Regions from separate parts of the Capra hircus genome. Here region 2 is linked to region 1. A link is a contact called in public Hi-C data. All regions are on one chromosome and are shown on one strand. Each heading gives the region's core, a stretch centred on a gene start, on an enhancer-like site or on the middle of the called end of the contact. The rest is flanking DNA. Distances are from core to core; before and after follow the strand shown. Region 1 has its middle 110 kb from the start of SEPT7. Region 2 overlaps EEPD1 (endonuclease/exonuclease/phosphatase family domain-containing protein 1).

What was found. A called contact is a pair of places that touch in the nucleus more often than the background predicts.
Region 2: a contact with region 1 is called in a Hi-C map of blood, with 8 times the contacts expected there. The contact joins two enhancer-like sites. A contact is called at or near these places in 4 of 5 Hi-C or Micro-C datasets (blood and liver).

What each region holds. Positions count from the first base shown.
Region 1 is chr4:59,001,132-59,008,257 of ARS1.2, reverse strand. No RefSeq gene overlaps it. Among named protein-coding and RNA genes, the nearest start is that of SEPT7, 110 kb to the right of the region's middle. Within about 2 kb of position 1,792, at least 1 of the 5 cell types and tissues checked has an H3K27ac peak or open chromatin away from gene starts, as enhancers often do.
Region 2 is chr4:59,241,591-59,248,805 of ARS1.2, reverse strand. EEPD1 (endonuclease/exonuclease/phosphatase family domain-containing protein 1) reads right to left here. Exons shown (of 8, transcript XM_018047149.1): 5 at 5,426-5,560; 6 at 3,105-3,243. Among named protein-coding and RNA genes, the nearest start is that of KIAA0895, 98 kb to the left of the region's middle. Within about 2 kb of position 4,530, at least 1 of the 5 cell types and tissues checked has an H3K27ac peak or open chromatin away from gene starts, as enhancers often do.

The sequences.
Region 1 (7,126 bases), core at 543-3,042:
GGCAGCTCCCACCTCTGGGCAGTGCTGTTGTCTCACCCCACAGCACATCCACTGGCCTTCTGTCTTCCTCTGGTAGGACCCTGAAAGGAAGGGGTCCCCAGGGCAACCCCATGATCTCTCTGCTGGGCCTGCTCAGGGCTTCCCACAAGGGCCCACCATGCCCTGCACCCAGCTCCCCCTCACAGGTGAGCACAAGGTGCTTCTTCCCAGACCCTGAGAGATAGAAGGCAGACTCAAGCCACTGTTGCCTTTTCAAATCTCCAAATTACTTGCATTCTACCCCTTTGCACTGTGACAGGACATCAGCCTTAAAACCACAAATGTTTTCTGGATGTAAGGAGAGATCAAGATCTTAAGAACAGCAAAGTCTGGTTCTCTTCCTGGAAGGAGAAACATAGCTTTCATTTCTTCCTAATTAGTCATAAGCCCACCCTGTCCCCACCCGACAAAGATGAACAGAAATACTTAAACAAAATATCCACGAAACTAAACAACCAAATTTCTCAACCTCTCACTCTGAATCCTGCTACATTGATATTTACTGGACGCTTACTGCACTCTGGATGCTCTTCTGAGAGAAGCAAGCTCATTTAATCTGCTCAGCAACATAGCAAGAAAGAAATAACAGTCTCTGTTCTCCAAATGATGAATAAGACTTAAAAAAAAAAAGTCAGGGAACTTGCTCAGGGTCAGGTAACAGAGTCAGGACTGGCACCTACCTGATGCTCACAGTTGAGATTTGTGTACATGCTTTGGGCTGAATGGACTTTTAAACTCTCTGCCTCTTAGAAAACTGCATACCAGCTGCTAAGCCTTCCTTTGTCTAATGGCAAGGATGACTTGCTGGACCGCTGTGCATTCTGCCTGCCCCGGCCCGGGCTCTGCCAGCTACAGAAATTCACCCCATCGTGTCTTGTGCTGCCCTAGCTTCACTGCCTTCCTGGGACGAGCTGGGTCAGGCTCTTTCACAAAAAGTTGATAAGAAGTTCAGCCACAAGGAAACTGACCTGACCTCTAACTCATTCTCCCTCTTCTCACTTTCAGGAGGATTGTTTACATCTGGGGAAAACAAGACAGCAAAAGGAAGATCTTGTAGTTGGATATCCAATAGTGGGTACCACAAACCCTCAAACACACATCCCAAAGAGAGGCTTCCACTTGCTGTGAGGTCTCCACCGGCCAAGTCTGACCTTGACTTTGTGGATTCTCCCTTCTTTTGAGGCCAAACAAGTCTGTTGCTCTGCCAGCCCACCCATGGCCCCTTAGCTATGTCAACTTGCAGAAGCAGGAAGCATCATTCATCTGCCGCATATTTCCAACTATGGGAAATTAATTCCAAAGGACAGACTCATGAACCTACTTATAAAGGAGGGACACTGGCACATTTCTTCACTGTAGGAACGCCCGTGACTGTGTGCCAGCTACCTTGAACATGAGGAAATCGTTTCTCATCAATTGCACCTTTTAGCACAACAGTTTCTTAAGCTGTGGGTGCAGAAGAGATTGTCCCAGTCTGACAGATGGAGAAACTGAGGCAAAGAGAGGACGAAGGGCTTGTTTCTCATCAGAGCTAGAAAGCAGAAACTGTTTCATTTTTTTTCCCTCAGATTAAGTTTTTCCACCTGCTACTATAAGGACCCTCACCAAGTTTATAACTCTTAAAAGCCTTTTATTTCTTAAAATCCAAAAATAATAATTAATAGCCCCAAGAACTTAGTGCCACTGCAGCTGCTGAGGCCAGGAACAACAGTTACTCGGTAGGAGCCTGATGCTGCAGCAGTGCTGCCCCCTGGTGCCTACTGGGAGTATTCCCAGGTTTCCCTAGGTGGGGATCCTGGCGCCTACTTGCTCCCCGCTCTATCTTCTCCAGAGAAGTGGGCAGGGCACTGGATGAGGGCAGATCATCCCCCATCCACACATCCATTCCTATAAATTCACCACTTGCTAGCCAATGTCAGCAGGCTTTTCAAGTGGCCAAAATAACCCTGTGAGGGCCCACTATGCGCTGCCACAACCCCAGAAGGAGCACATGAGTGTATGTCTAACTCCTTTTCCAGAGAGGTCCCCCATCCACCAAGAACATGGTAATGCCACTGGGGACGCCTAGTCCTGTGTCCACTCCGACCTGGCCAAGCTGATACTCCAAGTAGAGGTCAGTGTCTCCCCTTCCCCAGCCACCAGAAAGCTGATGTCCTGCTGTCCTGGACCACTACCCAAAACGGGCACCCCTAGGGTGATCACCCTACCCTGAGCCTAGCTTCTCCCTGGCCCAGTCCCATTCCTCCTAAGCATTTCCACTGGGCACTCGAGTTGCTCCACACCACATCACAAAGATAGCAAACTCCTCTGGTACAGGCTGAAGGTTCCTTCCACCTCCTGCTCTCCCAGCTCTTCTCAGATCTGGCCTCTTTGTGATGCTCAGGTCCCCATGAGAATAAGCAAGAGAAAGAAGACCCACCATCAGGCAGACTGGGCAGGGCCAAATCAAGATACGTAGAGGTTGTAAACCCTTAAAGCCTAATGCTCCCCCCTTCCCACTCATCTATCCAATTCAAAATAAAAAAAAATTAAAACTGTAAACAGTGCAACGAAATTTAGGATTCTGAAAAAAATCTTGGTTTCCCATGAAAAGTAATTTGATGGCTTTTTAAAAAATATCACTTCAAAATTTTCCCCTCCCCAACTTTTATAAGCAGAAGTTTGCCATGCCTGTTGGGCAGTGCACACAGGGTTGGGGAGGGAGGGAAGTGAGGCAGAGTGTGGAGTCTCTGAGGTAAGAACGGGAGTGGGTGGAGACAGTGCTGGGATGGGGAGAGGGACTTGAAATTTCAGAGGGGCAGGGCATGAGGAGGGAGCTGCAGGAGAGGGGAAGGGCCCTAGAGATGAGGTGGCTATGGTAGCCCCAGTCATGGGGCCTAAGGAGGACAGAGGGGTCTCTGGGAGGCCACCAAGGTCTCCTGCCCATTGTGCTTATCTGGGCTTTGAATGGGTTACACTGTGTTCAAGAACAGTCTTAGTCATTTTATGTCTTGGGGTAACTTGGAGCCAGTATGCTAAAGGTCCAGGTCGAGGTCAGTCCCCCTGGAAATCAAAGGGAGAAGAATGAAGTGGTGATGACTCACCAACTGGTGCTCCCAGGGAGATGAGATGCAAGGCTGCGGAAGGCACCTGATCATGGCTGCTGGCTGCTTAGAGACAGGCAGTCTATTGTAATCTTGCGTGCTTTGCAGTCAGTTCAAACCCTAGCCCTTCCATTTACATGACTCCAGACTCCAGTTAAGTTAACCTGAATGCTCCTGCTTCAAGCTGGTAGAATAGTAGAGAGGTAAATCCAATGTTTTTTTCTCTTACCTAGCTTTTAAATTATAAAATACATATTTGTATATAATTAAAACTTCCATTGAAACCATTTTTAAGTGTACAATTCAGTAACATGAATTACACTGACAATGTGCAGCCATCACTACCATTTTCAAAAAATTTCCATACTCCAAACCAAAACTCTGCACTCATTAAACAGTAACTCCCATATCCCCTCCCCCAAGTGCCCAATAACGTCTGGCCTTCCTATCCTTATACTTTGCCTGTTCTAGATATTTCATATAAATGGAATTACAATTGTCTTATTGTGTTTGGTGTCTTTTTTTTTTCATATAGCATGTTCATCCATATTGTAGCCTGTGTCAGAATTTCCTTCCTTTTCATGGTCGATGAATATAGTCCACTGTATGTGTTGATATACACCATGTTCTGTTTATCCTTACATCGTCCATGGACACTCAGGTTGCTTCCTTGTGGCTATTTGTGAATAATGCTGCTGTGAACACAAATGTTCACATCCCTGCTTTTACCTCCTCTGGATATATACCCAGAAGTGGAATTTCTGGGTCAAATGGTAATTCTATATTTAACATTTTAAGGAACCTTTTAAACCGTTCATGCTTTATGTTTGGTTGTAATATTTTGTTCAAGAGTCTGAGTTACTTTTGTAACATTCTTAAAACTCTTCCCATTAAATAAAAATAATAAAAGGTCTTGAAGTATTTCTGAAAACAATATAAAATCCAACAATTGAGTGGTGTGGAATTCAGGGGCTCCGGGCGCTCTGGAAAGCCACCTCCTGGCACAGGTCTCAGCGTGCATGGGCATACTGCCACGTTCTGTCCCCACAGTCCCCTATCCGCCACTGATGCTCGAATGGGAGAAAGAAGGCAGGGTCTGTGCCCACAGACCCTAGCCCCCAAGAGGGAAGAAGCTGCATCAACTCGGTGCTGCCTTGAGGAGCCAGGCCCTGTGCAGGTGTCTGCGGCCGCCAGGGGGCAGCAGGGAGCCTGCCTTCCACAGCACGGGCGAACCGTGCAGGGGCTACCACCTTCCACGGCTTTAATCTTCCAGGTGGCCGCGGGATTCCTGTGTTGGAAATCTTGCTGCAGGGTGGGAAAAATCGTGGCTGGCCGGGGCTCAGAGATCGGATGGAGAGAATGAGAATGAATGAATGAGTCCATCCCACGTGGCAGAGATAAGTGACACTTAGGTGTCAACCTGGCCACTTGATCCCATCCAAGCAGTGTACATAATATGAACACAAAAACATATATATTTGAAGATAAGGACACTCAAGCAGGTCCATGTAGCAAGGAACTGAGGCCTCCTGACATCAACTTGTCAATAACTTGACAAAGAGGATCTATGTTTTTAAGTTTGATTAAAAGCTCATTAAATTGTTTTAATTATTATTATGAGGATTTGTTTCTAGGAAATACACACCGAACAACTTAACACAAAGGGCACAGGGCTGCAAATGATTCAAAAATGGTTCAGAAAAAAGTATTTTTTGCCAAAAATGAAAATCAGCAGGAAAAAATTCCTTGAAAATCTAGAAATGGGGAAGAATTATTTGAGGCTCTGCTGGAGGTACCAATAGGGAGCCAACCCTGTAAGCGGGGAGTGCTGAGATGTGGGCTTTGGGTGCATTCATGACGCAAGCAGGAGGGACCATTGTAAACCCTGGCCCACGGTGGGCAGCAAGGAAGGAGGGAGAGAGTTGAAGCCTCATGAGGGTCAAGGTTCAGGGGCTGCTTGGGTGTGGGTCAGGAGATTGTGGGCCAGGTGGAGCTCCCACAACAGCCAACACAGGCAAAGACCCAGAACTGGAGTGTGGGATATGCACGGGTTGACCACAAATGCCCAGGTTGGCTGAAGAATCTGTAACTCATTTACCCACAATCCCTAGGAGAAGTCTGTGGGGGAGCAGCAGTGCTGTGTGGCTCACAGTTATCTCTGTGACCACAGCTCCGCCACCCAGCCTATTGGGTCTGCTGTAGATCTTCCCTTTTTCACACTTCGAGGCACGGGGAGAACTCCTCCTCTCTTTTCTGATTCAAACTGTAAAGATGGAGTTAACTAAGGCCCTGGGTTGGGTCTATGGGGACATCTGATCTGAGTGGGGATGGGGCCAGTGGATAGAACATTTTACATGACAAATCACAGAAAATTTGACAGAGGCTCGTAAACCTAAAGGGACAGATTTGCTAGCTTTGTTCTTGACACGTAAGCCTACAGAAACTCCCATATGGGCAAGATGTGTACAGAAGTGTTCACAGCATTATTTGTAGAAGTGTTTATTAAAATATTTAAATAATTTTATTAAACTAAAATTTGAAAAAATATTTATTAAACAAAAGAAGATATAATGTAGCAGTGGCCTCCTGGCACTCAGCTTTTGTACAGCTGCCTCCCACACTGAACAGGGCTGAGCTGCATCAGCAATGGCATATTGCAGAAAGGGCATTATGGGACCTTCAAAGCTAGATCATAAAAGGCATCGTGGCTTACACCTTGCTCTCTCTTGGATCATTTGTTCTGGGAAAAAAACCAGTCACCATGTCACAAGGACATGCAAGGAGCCCTATGGAGAAGTCCATGTGGTAAAGGACTGAGGCCTCCTGAAAATCCACTTACTAGTGATCCAACTAAGCCATCTTGAATGCCAGCCCTCTGGACACCTAAATGACAGTCCCCAGCCAGAACTACCCAACTAATCTCTGACCTGCAGAAACTAAGAAATGTTATTATTAAACTGTAGTAAACCATAAATGTTATCATTACTAAGGTTAGCAGGTAGTTATTGCTTTGTATACAGCAATGGATAACTAATACCAACATTAAATTTTACAATGAAATTTTTGTTTTTTACTTTCCCTTCTTTTACTGAAGCACATATTCACAATGTTGTGCTTGTTTCAGGCATAGAGCAAAGTGATTCAATTTTATATATATTTCTCAGACTATTTTCCCTTATAGCTTATCATAAGATATTCAATATAGTTCAATATAGCTATACAGTAGGTCCTTGTTATTTTATATATAGTGTGTATCTGTTAATCACAAACTCCTATTTCTCCCCATTATTTCCCCCTTGGTAACCATAAATTTGCTGTCTATGAATCTGTTTTGTAAATATGTTCATTTGTATCATTTTTTTTAGATTCCACACAGAAATTATATATGTCTTTCCCTGTATTGACTATGCCAAAGCCTTTGACTGTGTGGATCACAATAAACTGTGGAAAATTCTGAAAGAGATGGGAATACCAGACCACCTGACCTGCCTCTTGAGAAATCTGTATGCAGGTTAGGAAGCAACACTTAGAACTGGACATGGAACAACAGACTGGTTTCAAATAGGAAAAGGAGTACATCAACGCTGTATATAGTCACCCTGCTTATTTAACTTATATGCAGAGTACATAATGAGAAACGCTGGACTGGAAGAAACACAGCTGGAATCAAGATTGCCAGGAGAAATATCAATAACCTCAGATATGCAGATGACACCACCCTTATGGCAGAAAGTGAAGAGGAACTTAAAAGCCTCTTGATGAAAGTGAAAGAGGAGAGTGAAAAAGTTGGCGTAAAGCTCAACATTCAGAAAACGAAGATCATGGCATCCGGTCCCATACTTCATGGCAAATAGATGGGGAAACAGTAGAAACAGTGTCAGACTTTATTTTTGGGGGCTCCAAAATAACTGCTGATGGTGATTGTAGCCATGAGATTAAAAGATGCTTACTCCTTGGAAGAAAAGTTATGACCAATCTAGACAGCATATTCCAAAGCAGAGACA
Region 2 (7,215 bases), core at 3,281-5,780, 240 kb before region 1:
GGGAATGAAAATAATGGCTTATTTTGAATTGGACTGTCCAGGTTTCTCACAACTCATCTACTTTGGTTAAAGCAGTTTGGTGATGACATGGAGACACTCCCTGCCTCTGACAACCCACAGATGTGCAGGGCCCTAAATTCTCCTAGGAAGCTGTCCGCCAGGGTGGGCTCCACAGGTACCCACTGAGTTTCTAGGAGTTAGGGCTTCCCAGGTCTCCCTAGTGGTAAATAACCTGCTTGCCAATGCAGGAGACCCAGAAGATGCAGGTTCGACCCCTGGGTCAGGAAGATTCCCCTGGAGGAGGGCATGGCAATCCACTCCAGTATTCGTGCCTGGAGAATCCCACGGCCAGAGGAGCCGCCTGGCAGGCTACAGTCTCTGGGGCCACAAAGAATCAGACACTACTGAGTGCACACATTTTCCAGGAGTGAAGGGATAATATTTGGGGCTGACTTCCTCAGAGTCCTAGATTTATAAAATGCCAGCGACAATAGCAGGAGCCCGGCCCCACTAGGGGTAAGTCTTACTCAGATGCCAAGCATGACCCTGCCTTGTTTGACTCTTGCTGAAATTCCATCAGTGGATGGGCACCCCACCCTGAGCCCTCACTGACGTCAGTCAACCTGGGTGCACGTTCCAGACAAAGGTGGAAAGGTCCAGCGTTTGCTAATCAAGCCGACTCTGTTTGCGCTGATAGAAAGAAGCCTGTGGAATAAAGTTCAGTCTTTGTTTGAGCCAAGCTGCCTCTGCTCATCGATTTACCCGAGCTGCCGCTTGGGCAGGTTGCAGCACTTCCTGATTCCACGGCTCTGCTGTGTCACCAGTTAACAATAGGCTGGATGTTAGTTAAATGCAGGGGGACACGGGGACATGAGTCACTGTCCTTACCTGGGCACGTCAAGGCTGAGTCAGACTGTGGCTCAATCGTCCCTGGCAGCTTGAAACAATATGCTGCCCAGGTCTTCTGACAAACACCTGATCCCTACCAGAATTATCCAAAAAGATAGCAGGGCCTATGGTTATCAGAGAAGTAAGGGACTGGCACATTCCCTTCCTCCTTCCATATAAAGCAAAAGTTTGAAATCAAGAACAACAGAAATGTCCAGAGTTTTAAAAGCTGTCAAGTCATCCTTCATAATGGGTTAGAGTCTAGCCGTGGGTGAACAGTCTCCCACATGGTTGCTCCTTGGATGAAGTACCTTGACTTAAACAGCTTTCTGACTTTTTTTTTTTAGCCCAAAGACTCATAATTTAAGGAGAACGCTGTTCGCAGCACATCCTGGTTTGAAATGTAAGCTGTACCTCATTGTTCATAAGAGCATTATCCATAACAGCCAAAAGATGGCAATAACCCAAGTGTCCATTGACAGACACATGGAATAGTATTTGGCCATAAAAATGAAAGGAAATTCTGATGTATACTACAAGCCATAAAGACATAACGTAAGTGAAATAAACTGGCCACAAAGGGACAAGTATTGTAAGGTTCCACTTAGATGAGATACCTAGAGAGGTCAAGTTCACAGAAACAAAGTAGAAAGGTGGCTATCAGGGTCTGGGAGGGAAGGGAATGTGTGTTTAATGGGCACAGAGTTTCAGTCTGGGAAGATGAAAAAGCTCTAGTGATGGATGGTGGTAATGGCTATAAAATAATGTAAATATACTTAAAACCATTATTATAAAATAATGTAAATATACTTAAATATACTTTAAGTTATAAGTAACTTAAAAATGGTTAAGATGGTAAGTCTCATGTCATATATATTTTACCATGATAAAACTCTTTTCAAACGAACAATCTTTGAACTATCTCTGTAGCCAAATCTTCATAAATTACCTTGTGGGGGGCCAATTTAACAAAGGAAAAAAGGCTTAGCAAGCTAGGAATACGGATTAAGACTCTAGAATACAGAAGAGAACTGCAGGCCTCCAGCTGTGAAACCTCACCTGGAGCAGCTCAGTGCTCTGAAAAAAACAAGCCAAACTGACCACACCCCAGTAAGGCAATGGCACCCCACTCCAGTACTCTTGCCTGGAAAATCCCATGGACGGAGGAGCCTGGTGGGCTGCAGTCCATGGGGTCACGAAGAGTCGGACACGACTGAGCGACTTCACTTTCACTTTTCACTTTCATGCATTGGAGGAGGAAATGGCAACCCACTCCAGTGTTCTTGCCTGGAGAATCCCAGGGACGGGGGAGCCTGGTGGGCTGCCGTCTATGGGATCGCATACAGTCGGACACGACTGAAGTGACTTAGCAGCAGCAGCAGCAGTCTTTACAGCCGTGTCAACTTTCAACTCTTCCTCCTTGTAAGCCACGCACAGCAAATGTTTGGTATTATTGGGGGCAGAGCTGGAAAGCAGAGTCCACCTGTCTTCTGAAGTTCTGCCCTTTTCAGTGTTCTCTTAATCCCCCTCAACTCATGTCTGCTGAGCCCCTACCATATCCTGGGTCCTTCATCAGAAGGTCACCCAGCCCTGGGCACCCTGTGAGGTTAGCACTGTCAGCCCCTGAAGAGTGGTGACCTCCCAGACATCCTACCACCATTGAAGGAGCCAAGATTCAAGTCCAGTGTTTCTGTCATTTCAGGGCTCTGTCAGCAAGATCTGCAATCCACCAGGAAGGAGAGGACTCATCAGGACTTCCCCACTCCCCTCGTCACCAACTCTCTTTCCCAAGAAGAGCAGGTGCACATCTTCAGGGGACACCACCACGGGAGCACACGGGGGGCAGCAGAGCCCATTACAGGGGGCATGGGGCCTATGACGGGGGGCAGCGGAGCCCGTGACGGGAGGCACGGGGCGCCATCACTTAGTTTCTCCTTCTCCCAATCCTGTCCATCAAACGGAGGCTGAAGAGCCACAAAACCCCACCACGGAACCCACATGCCAGACCCACAGAGACAAAGCTGTGAGCACGCACGGGGCACTGCGCTGCCCAGGATGCAGGCGGTATGGCGGTTTCCTGTCCATCACTCAGTACGCATCGCCGCCCACAGGACAGCCAGCCTAAGGGAGGGGAGAGACACTGGGAAGGGGCACCCCGCACCTCCCCTGCAGAAGTGGGAGCCGCTAGCCCAGCTGCACAGGAAGATGGTTCCTACCTTTCAGGGTTTCCTGCAAGGTCTGTGTGAAGCTAGCCCAGCGATGGCTGTCACTGTGATTCTTGCTCAGGTTCTCACCCCCCGGGAGGGTCAGGGTCGCCAGGTGAAGGTTCACCAACGTCAAGTCATGACTTCCTACCTGGGCAAGATGAAGCAAAGCACCAGAGACAGGCTGAGATGCTCCTATTGCCTGCGCCCGTCACCTCCAGCCCCCAAGCAGCTTCGCAAGCGACACTGACGGCGGTAAATGTACACACGGCAGCTCACACTGGAGGAAGCGGAGGCAGCTGTAGCAAGAGCTTCCTGAGGCCCTTGCAGGACCAAGACCTCTCTTGTCCTGTCACGGGGACCCCTACACTGCACCCCTTTACTCCTCCTTAGGGTCTGGAAAATCAGGCACATCTAGAAATGCCAATTTTTTGTTGCTTTTTTTCCCCTTCTGAGCATCTATGGAGGAGGAAGAGGTGACAACCAGCTACCAGCTGGTTGTTAATGAAGACCTGGGGCTCTCCCCACAGGGCCAGCCTGTCACCTCCAACCCCCCGCCAGGATTTGCAGCTGGGCCCTGCCTCCTTCCCCACCTCCCCACATCCCACCCACCGCTATGTGCTCCCTTTCCCCCTAGAAATCACGGTGCCTGATGCTCAGTGATTTCAAACATTAAGAATGAAAGCTGGCTGAGCCCTGATAACACAGGCTATGCCCCCTCCTGCATCCCCAGTGCAGCGGCAGAATCGTGACGTCAGAGTCAGTCTCCTGGGCCCCAAAGCAGTGCTCAGCTGCTCTGAGTCTGGCAACCCCACCCTTCTGTTATGGCAACAAACACTAACCACTGCCAGGAAGCAGGGGTGTGCAGAGGGCATCCCCAAGTGGGCGCTGCCAGTTTCGTCTTACAGAGACGCCCAGTTTGCCATCACCACCACCCAGCCAGGAGAGCTCTCTGCAGCCGTGGCTCTGACCTCAAGGGAGACACCTTCAGGCCGTGGGCAAGGAAACCCTGCCTGGGGAGAGAAGCCACATCTCTGTCCCCACAGTTTGCCTGGCCTAGGATGTGACACGAAGCACAGGAGCCTCACACCTGTGCAGGGGGTCACTTCATTCAGAGGATTTGAGCCAATAATTCACAATCTGAGAGCAATTCTTAATGATCTTTAAAGCCAGCCCACCTCTTTGAGACACAAGCTGGTTCTGCCTATTGCCTTTCTTGGCCAAAGCCAGTGCAGCCACTTTCCATAGAAAAGGGACCTGGGGAGGAGGGTTCAGGGGTGATCGCTGGCTGACTGATACACCAGTATCAGAAGCACAACCCACAGACACCCCGGGTTGTGTGCATACGCATGGAATCCCAGCATCTCTGCAGCTTTGCAAGTGAGGAGGCGGGAAGTGTGGGCTAGATCCCTGACCACAGTCAGCACAGCCGCCAGCTCACGGGCAGCCCCAGCCCGGAGCTGCCAGAGAGAAACCGTGCTGAGGTCTGCGGCAACTCTCTGGCTCCAGAACTGCTCTGGAGCATATAGAAGGGGGTGTCCCAGATGCCCAGCAGCTAGTTTGCTGGGCTCTGTGATAAGGGACCACTCTCGCCCGACCCTGTGTCTTCTGACGAGTAAGGCCAACTGCTGACTTGGTGACCTGTTTTGGCTGCTGCCTTTTCCTCCTTCCTGACGCCCAGTTTCTGACTGTTTGCTGTGCATAAATACTTCCCAGGGCATCCAGGGGAATCGGAGAGACCCAGGTCGGTCTGCCTGCTGCTCCCAACTCTGGAGAGAGAGGGATTGTCTGGAAGTGTCAGTGGCCCCATCACCCAGAAGGTCCTTCTGAGGCCCTTCCAAGTCCCAGTGACCCCTGGAGGGCTCTCCCTCTCCCTAGTAAGAGAAGGGTGTCCTCAGAGCAGTTCAGCTGCCCTCTAATCCAGAGATTCTCAAACGACCGGCTTCCTTACCCAGCGCTGAGAACACTGATGAAGCGCAGGAGGTGCTTCTGGAAATCAGACATTGTGTGTGTGGGGGGGGCAGGGTCCAGGAAACCCTGATTTTAAGAAAATCTCTCCAGGTGATTCTGCTGCTTATCAGGTTTGGGAAACAGCCATTTGACCTCCTTCTTGCCCAGAAGTCAAAGTTACCAGAGCTACGATCTCCCCCAAATTCCTCTCCTTCCTGCTCTGGACAAGTTCCCCAGCTGAGGGAACCCGGAGTGTGTGTGCTGACCCAGCCCCGAGAGAGAATAAAACCAAGGCAAAAAGGTGAGCTCCTCTGGCTCACAGTTCAAAGTGGGCTTTTCTCCTTTTCAGAAGGAGTGGCCCCGCAGGGCAATAGGGGCGATACCTTGAACCTTGCGAGGTACGGGCTGGGGCCCACCGGCTTCCCATGCCCGTTGCCGGGCGAGCTCTCCTGCCAGGCGGCATCTCTCAGCTCCACCCCGGCCGCCGAGTCCCACAGGAACCCCGCAAACCCGGCACCCTGTGGGAGAAGACGAGGTGTTAGTGTGCGGAGAGGTCTGTCTGGTGGGGTGCTCAGCCTCAAGCTGGGGAGCGAACTCTACACTGGGTCTGGGGGTGACCTGCCCAGGGGCTGTTCCTGAGACAAAAGCATATCCCCAAACCACAGCATGTTCCTCCTAGTCCCCACAACAAATTTCCCAGACCAGTAATTTCAGAGAGGTTCACACAGCTGGGGTGCCTGGGCTCTTCTTTGGCAGGGGCACATTGTGGGGGAGATCCCAGACTAGGCAAAGAATTATCTTTTTAATTATCACATCCCATAGGATGGCCACTCACGTGCCCACCTGTCATGTAAAGACTCAGCTGCTCAGAGAGGTTAAGTAACTTCCCTGAAACCCCACAGTTGGTAAATGGCAATGCTGAGGATCAAATACAAAACTCCAAGAGGTGGCTTTGGTTACTGAGCAGCTTCCAGCTCAGTACTGCCTGCCACCTCATGGGTACCCTGCCGGGCACTGGCCCATGTCTGCTAAACAAGCATTCAACGCACAGTATCCTTCAAAATTCTATAGCCACTCTGAGTTGAGGGAGGAGCTGTTGATCCCATTTTACAGATGAAGGGGTTGAGGCTGAGAGATCTGAGAGGCAGCCACACATTGTTACCCAGTGGCCTTGACACCCAACCTGGAGCAGGGCTACCTGACTTGAAAATCTCCATCAGGCTCTGTCAGGCTCAGTCAAGGTCCTGGGCTTGCAAAGAGTGAAAAGAAGCCAGGCTTCTGGGTCTAGTTTTCTCACCATGAACATCTAGTATATAGCATGGTGCCTGACAAACAGTAACTTTTCTAATGATTTGCTGAACAGATAAATAGTGCTAAATGGACTGTAAGAGTCCTGTGAACCTATATATATGTGTGTAAAGTGCCTTTTAAAAAAAGGTGTGAAAGTGTTAGTCGCTCAGTTGTGTTTGACTCTTTTTGACCCCAAGGACTATAGCTCACCAGGCTCCTCTGTCCATGGAATTCTCCTGGCAAGAATACTGGAGTGGGTAGCCACGTCCTTCTCCAGGGGATCTTCCCAACCCAGGGACTGAACCTGGGTCTCCCACATTGTAGGCAGATTCTTTACCATCTGACCCATTCAAAATATTTTAAAATTATTTTATAGGTTTATTTATGGCTATGCTGGGTCTTCATTGCTACACCAGCTTTTCTCTAGTTGTGGCAAGTGGGGGCTACTCTCTAGCTACAGTGCGTGGATTTCCCATTGCGGTGGCCTCTCTTGTTGCAGAGCAAGGGCTCCAGAGGCCTTCAACAGTTGCTGCATGTGGGTTCAGTAGCTGTGGTTTCTGGGCTCTAGAGCACAGACTCAGTAGTCATGGTGTGGGCTTAGTTGCTCCGCGACATGCGGGATCTTATCAGACCAGGGATGGCACCCCGTCTCCTGCATTGGCAGGCAGATTCGTTATCAGTGAGCCATCAGGGAAACCCCAACTCTGTTTTTTATTTTTATTTTACTTTTGGCTGCACCATGCAGCCTGTGGGAAAATAGTTCTCCGACCAGGATTGAATCCGGGCTCCTGGCAGGGAGAGTGTAGAGTTCTAACCACTGGACCACTAGGGAAGTCCCCTATTAGTATTATTTCTATGTGGACTGAGAAGGAACAGTCATGGG